Regions from separate parts of the Zea mays genome. Here all the other regions are linked to region 1. Evidence: chromatin contacts called from public Hi-C data. All regions are on one chromosome and are shown on one strand. The core of a region is the stretch at or near the end of the contact, and the rest is flanking DNA. Distances in the headings are between cores, read along the strand shown.

The links. A called contact is a pair of places that touch in the nucleus more often than the background predicts.
Region 2: a contact with region 1 is called in a Hi-C map of leaf, with 5 times the contacts expected there. The contact joins the promoter of LOC100193379 here to the promoter of LOC100383222 in region 1. A contact is called at or near these places in 9 of 25 Hi-C or Micro-C datasets (bundle sheath, ear, leaf and 3 more).
Region 3: a contact with region 1 is called in a Hi-C map of ear, with 2.1 times the contacts expected there. The contact joins the promoter of LOC100382877 here to the promoter of LOC100383222 in region 1. A contact is called at or near these places in 2 of 25 Hi-C or Micro-C datasets (ear and leaf mesophyll).

Annotation. Positions count from the first base shown.
Region 1 is chr7:29,258,042-29,262,011 of Zm-B73-REFERENCE-NAM-5.0, reverse strand. LOC100383222 reads left to right here and starts at 1,317. Exons shown (of 3, transcript NM_001175884.1): 1 at 1,317-3,970. The coding sequence starts at 1,436. LOC103632191 reads right to left here. Exons shown (of 7, transcript XR_002263601.3): 7 at 1,062-3,970.
Region 2 is chr7:29,547,229-29,551,196 of Zm-B73-REFERENCE-NAM-5.0, reverse strand. LOC100193379 reads right to left here and starts at 1,415. Exons shown (of 2, transcript NM_001310441.1): 1 at 1,033-1,415; 2 at 1-200. The coding sequence starts at 1,100. It also overlaps the pseudogene LOC118473016.
Region 3 is chr7:29,641,726-29,645,513 of Zm-B73-REFERENCE-NAM-5.0, reverse strand. It overlaps LOC100382877 (Serine/threonine protein phosphatase 2A 59 kDa regulatory subunit B'), which reads right to left and starts at 1,682. Exons shown (of 5, transcript NM_001175569.2): 1 at 1,467-1,682; 2 at 1,248-1,323; 3 at 1-1,022. The coding sequence starts at 954.

The DNA.
Region 1 (3,970 bases), core at 68-2,567:
ACTACTAGGTAATAAATACCTGACCAACTAAAAACAACTGCTTAACCTTAACTCTACATACAGCTAGTCCACTTTAGTCAAACGAGACATTTGCTGAGTACGTTGATGTGTACTCACCCTTGCTTTAAAAACCACCCCCACCCAGGTTATCCCCACTGTATTCAGTGCTCAGGAGGAGATACAGTCAACGTAGAGGACTTTGAGGAGTTTTAGGACTAGGTCGAGTTTTAGTTATGTTAGTGGAAAATCCACAGTCAGCTGCCTATGAAGGCCTTATCTGCTATGTTCGCTTTTCCGCACTTTGATAATATTAATGACAATGTTATGTTAATGACTTTGTGGATGTCTTGGACATCTTGATGTAATAAAGTATTATTTCCGCTATTTACTTTGAGCAATGTGTGATGATGTCTAATTATGTAACTGTTGTGTACGTGAGTTTCTGATCCTGCCACGTACATGGTTCGTATTCAGTTTGCCTTCCAAAACTGGGTGTGACAGATTACATATTCACACTCGCAGGACGAGCTATATCATGGAAAAGCTCAAATCAAACAATCACGGTATCGTCGATAATATATGTTGAGTTTATTATATGTTATGAAACAACCTAACAAACTAGGTGGCTGAACAAATTTATACTTTATTTAAAAGAATAGAAAACATATCAAAGTCACCGGAGCTATACTTCGATAATGAACTAACAGTATGTTACTCCTATAATAAAAAGTCAAGTGCTGCCATCAAACAGGTTGATATTAGGAAAAATTCCTGGTATGCCATCCGATTTTATACTATATTAAGCATTATGATATAAATAAGAAAGTACATGATCAAACAGATAAACTTGAGCATATACATAGAGAGCAAATGCTTGCAACTCCTCTCACTGAGGACTTGGACTTCCACCCAACATGATCTGAAATCACGTACTGGGTTTAATAGAACGCGCATATGATTCTAGATTAATAGGTCATAAATTTCACTAATTTCCCTTAAGACTATGTTATTTGTTTTGAGATAGAAACATATACTAATGTTATTAAGTTCAGAAGCATATATAATAGACGGTCGTAACACCTTGGTCTTCGTGTATCGATTTATCATAGAGTGAAAATTGTAGGATAAGAAATAAACAATCTAAAGTGTTAGCGCGCGGGCACCAGCACGCGAGCGTCGGTCCATTTTCTTTAGCTCCTCTAGTAGAAGATAAAGTGGTGGGGCCATTCGAGTACTGAGCCTCTCCGTGCCAACCAAGCGAAGTCTTCGTCAACGCTTGCGGGAGCTGTCAGGTGTCAGCCAAACCCCTCCTCGTTCTCAGCCTCACAGTCACAGCAGCTTTACGCAATACGCACCAAGCCACCAACAGCTGATTCTCTACTAATCCAATCTCCAAACCAACCATCGAGTTCTCGCGCCACGTACTGATCCGGCAATGGACAACAATGGAGAGAAGACGACGACCATCATCCACACTCTGCGAGATGCGCTGCTTCACTTTGCAGTCAAGTCCAAGAAGCTCGCGTCGCCACTGCTGGAGCCATTCGGGCGGGCGACCGAGCCGACCACCGTCAACGACGACGAGCTGATGGCGCTCAAGTCCAAACTGCGGCGGATCCGCGCCACCCTCCGCGACGCCGAGAGCCTGTCCGTCACCGATTGCTCCGTCCAGCTGTGGCTGGCCGAGCTCGGCGACCTCGAGAACCGGGCCGAGGATGTGGTCGAGGAGCTGGAGTACGAGTCCCGCCGCTCGGCGCAGCTGGAGGAGCTCAAGCAAGACTTGCTCTACGCCGCCACGACGCGGAAGCAGCGCCGGGAGGTGGCGCTGCTGTTCGCGCCCCCGCCCGCGAGGCGGCTCCGCCGCAAGATCGACGACGTCTGGGCGAGGTACGAAGAGATCGCGTCGGACAGGAAGACGCTCCGGCTGCGGCCAGGCGACGGCGGCTGCGCGCCCCGGCCCGCGGCCAGCCCGCTCGTGCCAAGCAGCGTGCTTCCCCGTACCGAGCGCCTCCACGGGAGGCATGGCGACGTCGAGAGGGTCGCCGCGCTGGTCCTCGGGGATCCGGACGGCGGGACGAGCTACGCCGTCGTGCCCATCGTCGGGATGGCCGGCGTCGGCAAGACTGCTCTGATGCAGCACGTCTGCGGCATGGAGACGGTGAAGTCGTGCTTTGAACTGACGCGCTGGGTTTGGGTCTCCCAGGATTTTGACGTTGTCAGCGTGACCCGCAAGATTGTTGAGGCGATCACCAGATCGCGCCCGGAGTGCGGCGAGCTGAGCACGCTTCATGAGCTCATAGTTGAGCACCTTGCCGGGAAGAGGTGCTTGATCGTTCTTGACGACGTGTGGGATGACAATCCCAGCCACTGGAACAGCCTGACGGCCCCGCTGAGCCACTGCGCGCCAGGGAGTGCGGTTGCCGTGACGACGAGGAGCAACAAGGTTGCCAGGATGGTGAGCACCAAGGTGTATCATCTCAAATGCTTGTCAGATGAAGACTGCTGGCTTGTATGCCAGCGACGGGCACTGCCAAATAGCGGTGCCAACGTCCACAAAGAACTCGTTGAGATCGGTGAGAGGATCGCCAAGAAATGCCACGGCTTGCCATTGGCGGCAGAGGCAGCTGGTAGCGTCCTGAGCACTTCAGCCGTCTGGGAGCACTGGAATGAAGTCCTGAATAACGACTTGTGGGCTGACAATGAGGTGAAGAACCTGGTACTGCCGGTGCTGAAGGTGAGCTACGACCACCTGTCCATGCCGCTGAAGCGCAGCTTCGCGTTTTGTTCATTGTTTCCAAAGGGCTTCGTGTTCGACAAAGATCTGCTAGTCCAGCTGTGGACTGCGCAGGGCTTTGTGGATGCTGAAGGAGACTGCAGCCTTGAAGCGATCGCCAATGGTTACTTCAATGACTTGGTGTCAAGGTGCTTCTTCCACCCTTCCCCATCTCATGCTCTCAGCGAAGGGAAGTTTGTTATGCACGACCTGTATCAAGAGCTTGCTCAGTTTGTTTCAGGCAATGAATGTAGGATGATACAGCTCCCTAATTCGACGAAAATAGATGAGAGCTCTCGGCATTTGTCCTTGGTCGACGAGGAGTCCGATTCGGTCGAAGAAATAAACCTGAGCTGGTTCTGTGGTCATCGTGATCTCCGGACCTTCATGTTCATTGCAAGAACAGAACAGAACCCCGAGGAGATGACCTTCAGAACAAAGATTCCATCTGAGCTGATCACAGGTTTTGAATGCTTAAGGGCTTTAGATTTGAGCAACTCTAATATCATGGAGCTACCGAAATCCATTGGAAGTCTGATACACCTAAGGTTCCTTGGTCTGGACAACACCGCAATTCAGATGCTGCCTGAGTCAATTTGTGCTCTTCTCCACTTGCAGACAATAAAGCTTAACCATTGTTCTTCCCTTACTCAGTTGCCTCAGGGCATCAAGCTCCTATTGAACCTAAGGTGCTTAGAGATTCCACATTCAGGCATAAAGATGCCTTCTGGGATTGGAGAGTTGACTAGGCTGCAGAGACTACCTTTTTTCGCCATCGAGAATGAGCCTGCTGGATGCACCATAGCAGACCTCAACGAACTGGTAAACCTCGAAGGACATCTTCACATCACAGGTTTAAACAACCTGGATGGTGCACAAGCTTCCATCGCCAACCTTTGGAACAAGCCGCGGATTAAAAGTCTTACACTCGAATGGTCCGGAGTTACAAATTTTAGCAAGTCCCTTTGTGATCCGCAAGGAAACGCTGTGAGCTGCATATCAGACAGTCAGCACCCTGCAATCAGTGCAACAGCAGATCAGGTTTTGAATTGCCTCAAGCCACATTCAAATCTGGAGGAGCTTAGCATCAAGGGTTATAACGGATCCTTTTCTCGGTCATGGTTAGGATGGCTGCCCTTGGACAGGTTAGCTTCTATTGAACTGAAAGACTGTCGTAATTGCAAAGAAGTACCGCCC
Region 2 (3,968 bases), core at 166-2,665, 290 kb before region 1:
GAATGTGCCGCCCCATGGCCTCCTCGTCGATGACCTGTGCTCGGAGAAGAGTCCTTTGTAGGCTTTCCTCCATGGCAAGTGTCGGCGGCTTCGAGAACTTGTTGATGATGAAATTTATTGATCTAGTCACCAATTCACCCAGGGCTACAGAAAGGAAACTTTCCATGTGAGCCCGTCCTCTCTTTCTCAGGAAGAGAACACTGCAAGATGGGTAAGAAAACACAAGGTGAGTTTTAATGTTTCTCAAACTATGTATGCTATGCTTCACGTCAAAGCTCCCAGGAGAGAAAGGGCGTCGGTTTCAAGAAGAAAAGACATATAAAGAGACATACACAGAGTCAATAGTCCCTGCACATGTATGACCTTTGGGACTGCTTTTGCCTTCACATGGTTATTCTGATTGACTTTTTATTTTTCTTTGACAGTTGAATTCCTTGCCTTCACTATGCGTTTTTACTATGCGATTGGTTGCAATAATAGGATGGGACGACCCCTCAAATAAAACGATCCCTCAAATAAGATTGTTTGGTTTAGGGTCAAGGGTTGGGATATGATTATCCCAGTGTTGTCCCCAGTTGTTTCTCAAAATTAGAGGGACAAAAGAGGACGACAGGGGATGTCCCTGTCCTGCAACCAAACACGCCCTAAGTGAACCACTGAGCCATTACCATGTATGATCCGTGTAATTACTCTGTAGACCACCTATGATATCAAGGTCACAAAAATCAGATTGTTAGCTTAGCAACTGATATACTGTAGTTCTGCATACCAGCTAATAACCACATTAAAAAGTGTGTCCTTGGATACCTTTGAGGCCCGGAGAGACTTCAGATCAATGGTGAAGAGTACATCGCAAGTCCGCACAAAAAACTACACCGACGCCATCCACAAAACTAAGCTAACCAAATCAATAAAAGGCCGAGAAGGCACCGACAGGGAGCAGCGTGTCAAACTTGATGGCTCTGGTCTGTAGCCAACTCCCATCTCCCCGAGCTGGTGCCTCCCTCGCCCACAGGTAGATCGTGGACTTGCCTGTCATGGCGAGTCCCAGACGACCATCGTCCCTGGTGGCGAGCACAACGCGCTGCCAGTCCAGGCATGGCAGCGGCGGCATCTCCCGCGTGCCCACCCAAGTCGTACTCCAGGGCCGTCGCGCTCGTCTGGAATGCGAGGTAGAGCGTGTTCCCGGCGAGCGGGCTGGTGCGAAGTCGACGTTTTCGTCGGGTCTCGCCGAGCGGACGTGGGCATGTTCAACGCGCCCGCCTCCGACGACTAGACGTGAGCGAACATCTCCGCGTGGTGGGTGCCCACCACGATGACGAGGAAGTGGCCACCGCAGCAGCAGTCTGAGGTGGTCACAGGCGGAGGCGGTCGTAGCGCCGCAGAGCGGCGTTCTACCTGTGTGTGTGTGTGTGTGTGGGGGGGGGGGGGGGGGGGGGGGGGGGGGGGGGGGGGGGGGTGGGGGGGGTGTAGAGCGACCAGGGGAGGCGGGTCAGGTCCGTGCGGCGGCCCGTGGCGAGTCCCAGACGGCGAGCTCCCGGTCAACGGGCGCGTCGCGGGGGGTGTCCCGGCGCAGGAGGGCGCGGCCATGTCGGGCGTCGAGCGCGCGCCAGCCGCCAAGGAGGAGGCCCTCCGCGGGTGCGGGGCGGAAGGTGGAGGGGGCACGAAGCGGGTCCCCGCGCCGGCGTTGGCGAGGAACCCAGCATCGGGAGCTCCGAACCCCCACATGGAGGTGGTGGTCGCGGTAGCGGCGGCGGCACCGCGGGCCCGTGAGGCCGTGACGATGCGATTGTACACGAAGGGCGATTAGGAACACAGTTTTTTTCCTAATAATATTGTGGAATTTAAGAATACCTCGATGTTCAAAACTAAACTATTTACCGTCCAGTTCATTTTTGAAATAAATGACGACAAATAAAAAAAACAAAAAGTATATTATACATAATGGTGTTTGAGAATGTAGGTAAAATCTCTATGTTCAAAACTAAAGTATTGTGAATACTAAATTGTTTTAAGGTGTTGTAAATTTTTTTCTCGATGAAAAGTTTTCGTTCTTAAACAATAGGGATGAAAGTGGTAATCTAAACTATTAAAACAAAATTAATATTTTAAAATATATATGTATCAAATTTGATGTTGATCTTTTTTTATGTTATTAAGTACATTATTTCAAATAAGAATAAATATTGCATAAATCTCTACTACTCTATAAGACTCTAATGTAGACCGTGTGCACCGTGGTTCTACCCTATCTCTCTCTCTGCCCGTAGGATCTCCGACAGATAGGATCTAGACGCTCGTCCCCCTCCCGGCCTCCACTTCGCCTCCTATCCCGCGTGTCTTCCCCGCCTCGCTCAGATCCACGCGGGTGCCTGTGCCATGAATCGCCACCACCCAACGCCTCCTCCCCTACGCGTCTTCCCCGTCACCGTCGGCCAACAAGAACGTCCGCTCCGCCGTCGCCGGCCAACAACCTCCGCATCGAGCACAAGCTGCGCGTCCTCCCCCGTTTCCGCGACATGGCGTCATCCTCGGGCGTCTCCACGGGCCAATAGGAGCGTTCGCACCCCCTCCCCTATGTCACCGACAACAGCCTCCCTCCACAATAAGTGCTCGCTACGCGTCCCCACCGGCGGCGAACAGCCTCTGTAACAACCGCGCGTACGCCCCGCTGACCCGCTGGTCGGCCTGCTGCCTCTCGGGATATAAGAATGCGACCACTTCTTCATCTCCACAAGCGCCACTCAACCCACCCGACCTACAATGAGTGGTGCCAGTTCATCTGCGACGGCGAGGTCCATTCCTCTTCCACACCTCCTCCGTCCACTACTGTTGTTTGCTATAAAAAAAATTCAACCTCAACTGCTTCGAATCCACTGCTTTGTGAGTGAATTGTTGTGTTTTACCAATCCATTGTTGATAGGTTTTTGTGCGTGAGCTCCTGAATATGTTTGAGGTACCTACTGTTTTTAGGATATTCCTCTTTGTATTCTTTGTGATTTGTGGTGATGACCACATTAAGGAGTTCTTGATGAACTTTGGCACTTTGTGTTGTGCATATTCCATCTTCGGATAGTATATGAAATTGGTGATGACCACATTAGGGCTTGTTCGGTTAGCTCTCAATCCATATGGATTGAGTGGGATTGGATGGGTTTGAATCCCAAACACGTCAAACTTCTTCTTAATTTTTTCTAATCCCATCCAATCCATGTGTATTGGAAATAACCGAACAAGGCCTTAAGGAGTTCTTATTAATATAAGTGCAATGAAAAGATTTTATGGCCACTTTGCTCATTAAATGGTGCCTCTACCATGAACCGATTGTTTTTCTAAATAAATGATATGAACATGTGTAGAGTAAATTATTTTGTTACCATGTCATGTTGAAATATTGAAGTGCTATCTTTTTTCTTGCAGATCCATACCAGGGGGAGTTTTTCCTAAGACAATCGAAGAGTACTTGCATCCTGGAACTAAGAAATGCATTATGTTTAGTGGAAAAGGATCACTTCTTGATGGTAATTATCTGAGCTTGTTCCTCTACATGTAAATTTCGAGTGACTATTTCTGTAACTGTCTTCCCAGCCCAGTTCATATAAAACAAGCAGAATTCCTTTTATAGTTCCTGACTAGAGTTGGATTTAACTCTAGCGAAATGGTCTCATTTCCAGCAATTTGTCATTGTTAGCTGCACAGTAAGTCTATGTTATTGGTAGCGCCTTTGGTTGACCATGGCACACACACTCATGTTGAGATCATCAACATGTATGGCCAAGGTGATAGATTTGTTGGGCTGTCAATTCACTTCAGTCAGGCATCAGGTGTTGTCTTCATTTTTGTTACTTCTCTAAATCTGGAAATGTTTTAGGTTCCCAGTCAGAAGTCATTTCATCGGCACCTTCATAATGTCATGGGGGAACTGCTTCTACTGTGTTAAGGTAGAGCAACTTCATTGAATTACAACA
Region 3 (3,788 bases), core at 433-2,932, 380 kb before region 1:
GAGTGGCAAAGCAAACCCATTGATGATACTTCCAAAAATCTCCAAGAGCTCTGCAATTCCATTGTGCTTTTCTGTTTCATATATGAACTGGTAGAATATGTTATTGATAGCTTTCCGGATAAATGGCCGATACACCATGAACTTCCCATAGATACGGTGAAGCACCATCTTAAGGCGATCCCTCTCCCTAGCGTCCTCCGAGTCAAAGAGGTCAAGCAGCCTCAGAATAAAGGAATAGTCAATATATCTCTTAGCCAGCTTAGCATCATTTTGTGGAGACTGGACAAATGTCAAGAGCAACTCATACACATGGTACAAATGTGGCCACGCAGGGTCCATCAACGGTTCGTCCTCTTCTAGATCAAAAGCTTGAAGCGCCTTCTTCTCCCTAGGTGGGGAAATTAGTGTCCTGAACAAGTTCACCGAAATCATTTTTGTGATTGCCTCCACAACGATCTCAGGGAACTTCACGTTAGCAGTCCTTACATACTCATCTATCTCCAACAACATCAGCGTCTTTATTTCCTTCTCCTTCATGTTCTTTGACGCATCCGTAAAGTCAAACAGAGTGCAACAAACGTCCAACTTTTTGATGAGCAGATTCTGTTTCTCTGTATTCGGCACATCCTTAAAGCTCGGCAACGGACGGAAGTTGGAAGAAAACAAATTATCATTTATCCTCGAGTCTTGGAACCCCGTACGGTTTCCACTCCCATAGGCGTGCCCAGTACTCGACAGAATTGGCGGTTGGCCACTCAGGTCAGCAACTCCAGACCCCGACAGCTGGCTGAACGTCCTCCCACCAGTGAACTCCTTGTCTGCGGTTTTGGACGCCTTGCGCCGTCCAAATATCTGTTTCATCATATTACCCCACCCAGAACAGCTGACGCCACCTGAAGCAGGAGCTACTACCACATAGCAAACCCTAGCCCCCTCAGTTCTGGTCCATGGCATGCCCCCATCATCGTACAAAGGAAAGCTTCAATTATACAAGTTATCCTGGCAAATCGAGACACTGGAACCTGCACCAGAGGGAATAGGGGAGCACAGCAAACGGGATGAACGGCTCAGGCAGGCCAACACTAAACAGGAATTATACTGCTAGTAGTGCAAGCATACATCGTCTAATACCCTATACTATACACCCCGAAACGAATGTCAGGAACTGCTCGGAACGCCCCCTAGCTCCTCCAAAGCCGCCGTGGCCTAGGTGGAATTGACGCGCGGGGCAAAGACGGGAAGCCTACCTGAGGCGAAACGACGCGGCGCAGGTCCAGGAACCAGGATTGGGCGGGGCGGGGCGACCGACAGCGACCTCTTCTTCTGAAAACAAAAGGCAGAGCAACGCAACGGTCAACACGGACTGGCTGCGGGCGCGGGCCAGTAAACGGCGGCGCGGGAGAGGAGGGGACCTCCCGCTCCGCCACGAGAACCACCAGAACGGGACTGCGAGGAGGCGGACGTACCTAGTGCACGGCGGCGGCGAGCTCGTCCTGCTGCTGCAGCCGCGGGAGCTAGCGGGCGGGTACGGTGCGGGGCCCGTCGAGGTAGGTAGCCTTGAGGTCGAGGAGCGAGTCGAGAGCGGCGCGGGTATGGACGGGACGGGACGGGAGCGGCGGGTGGAGGTGGAACGGGGTTCGGGAGGGGAGCGGAGCGGAGCCGGGCGGCAGTAGCAGGAGGGGAGAGAAGAACAGGAGGAAGCGAAGCGAGGGCAGTTTCCGTTCTGGACAGTACGATTATTTTAGTTTTTGTTTCCGTTGCAGCCCCCCTGCTTTTTCTCTGCGTCTGGAAGACGGGATAGCAGGGCAGTTTTGGCCGGGAGCCAGGCCTGCGTGTCTTTTTTCCGATCTTTCCATCGAGTTTGTTGCTGGCAGGCGTAAGACCAGGTGTTCTGTTTTACCTTTGCTTTGAAGTTTGAACTGCTCTTAACTCGCCGTCACCAGATGCTTATCATACCCTCCTAGGACCTAGGGTAGGGTAGGGTGACTGCCTCACCAAGGAAGGTTCATGGAGGCATTCTCCGCTCGCGCCATATGTCAATGCCCATATTTGTTTGGGCTTTTTGCAGGCTGATATAGACCGTCAAACGTTTCATCTTTTTAGTCAGCTTTTATAAAAATTAATTTAATAAAAACCATTTAAAATCAATATGAACATAAAATCGGTCAAGTCGTCACGATAGTAGGAATTCGTCGCTTTTTAGATCTTGAACCATTTGGACTACTTAGGGCCCCTTTGGTAGGGCTTATTTTTCAGCTTCGGCTCTGGCTCATGCAAAAGTTGTGCCAAACACCTCTTTTTCAAATGGCTTCATCAGTGAAGTGCTTTTCCAAAATGAACTAGAGGGCATGAGCCAAAAAAAGTGGCTCACCCGGCTTCAGCTCACGTTATTTTTGCACAATAGCCCTCCCACCAGTCCAAATTATTATTTTTTGGTCCTCCCCTCAATCCTAGCCACGTACAGGAGAGATATACATATACAAGGGTCTTTCTGAAAAACAACCTATAAGGCGTTTTGCCAAATGATTTTTAGAATAGCTTTGGCTCATCTAAAGAAGTGGTTTCACCTCGTGAGCCAGAGCTAAAGCCGTTTTTGGAGAAGCCAGAGCCCTGCCAAAGGGGCCCTTAATCTTTCTCCACACGTAATCTTCACGATACTCAGATTATCCCCACAGCCAGATTCTCACCACAGTCAGATTCTCAGAAAAGTTGGTCAGAAAAAAACTGAACCAAACAGGCCCAATATCAGGGCGACATCACGGTCAAACCATCGTTGACCAATGTAGACATTAATAATGACCCAAAAAATGTTGTTCTAGGTCCATGTTTTGCGTTAGTTTAGTAGGATGTTTGATTCACTAGATAATGGACTAGCTAATATAGGCAAAAGGACCGGGACAAGTAAAAACCTAAGATGTACAAGCTAATCACCCTTTATTATTAACTAATGTTAGATGTCCATTTGCGAGCGTGTTTATTTTCAAGGTAACTAAAGTTTTAGATAATGATTATATGAGTGAAATCAAATATAGCCTAAATCCAGGCACATGATTGGAACCGGTTATGGCTAACATTACGCAACCATATCATGCTAATGTACATTTTTGTCATAGACCCTACCATCGCTCGACCCCACCACATTCGACGTGACCCTTCTGCCCATCCCCACTTCCTCCTCCTCGTGTTCATTGTTATGTTCAATTTTACACCTGATGTGGTTATTTTAATTATTTTTGAAGTGTTCCATTGGTTATTTATGGCAAATAACATAGCATTGCTTTCATCATCAAGATTTTATATACCATGCTTGATGCTTCTAAGCATATGATCTGCTAATATTGTCCTCGCACACGTTATCTTCCAGATTGCCATTTAAGTATGTGACTTTACTTCTTTAGCTTGTAATCATTACAAATGCATCGTAACTTTGACCATTTACGGTAATGGATAGAGTATTCCTACAATCACCTAGACTTTATATTTAACCTCTAAAGATATGACCTATAATGTCCTATCCTAGGTGATCACTTAGCACTCTAACTTTTGTATGTCTTTGTCCCTCGCATGTTGTCATTTCATGCCACTTTGTGTCTGATTGTGACAATTTTTATATCTTTGTATACCTTACCACAGAACCAACCTTCACCTCATAGTTAAAAAAACAAAATAAGGTGTAGGAAAATGAAAATAGAGAGAAGAGGTCCAGAGCATGTGTTTGAGAAGAAATAAAAAAAGATAAAGTACAACATTTGTTGAGAGAAATAACTTCTAGCTATAGAATATAGGGG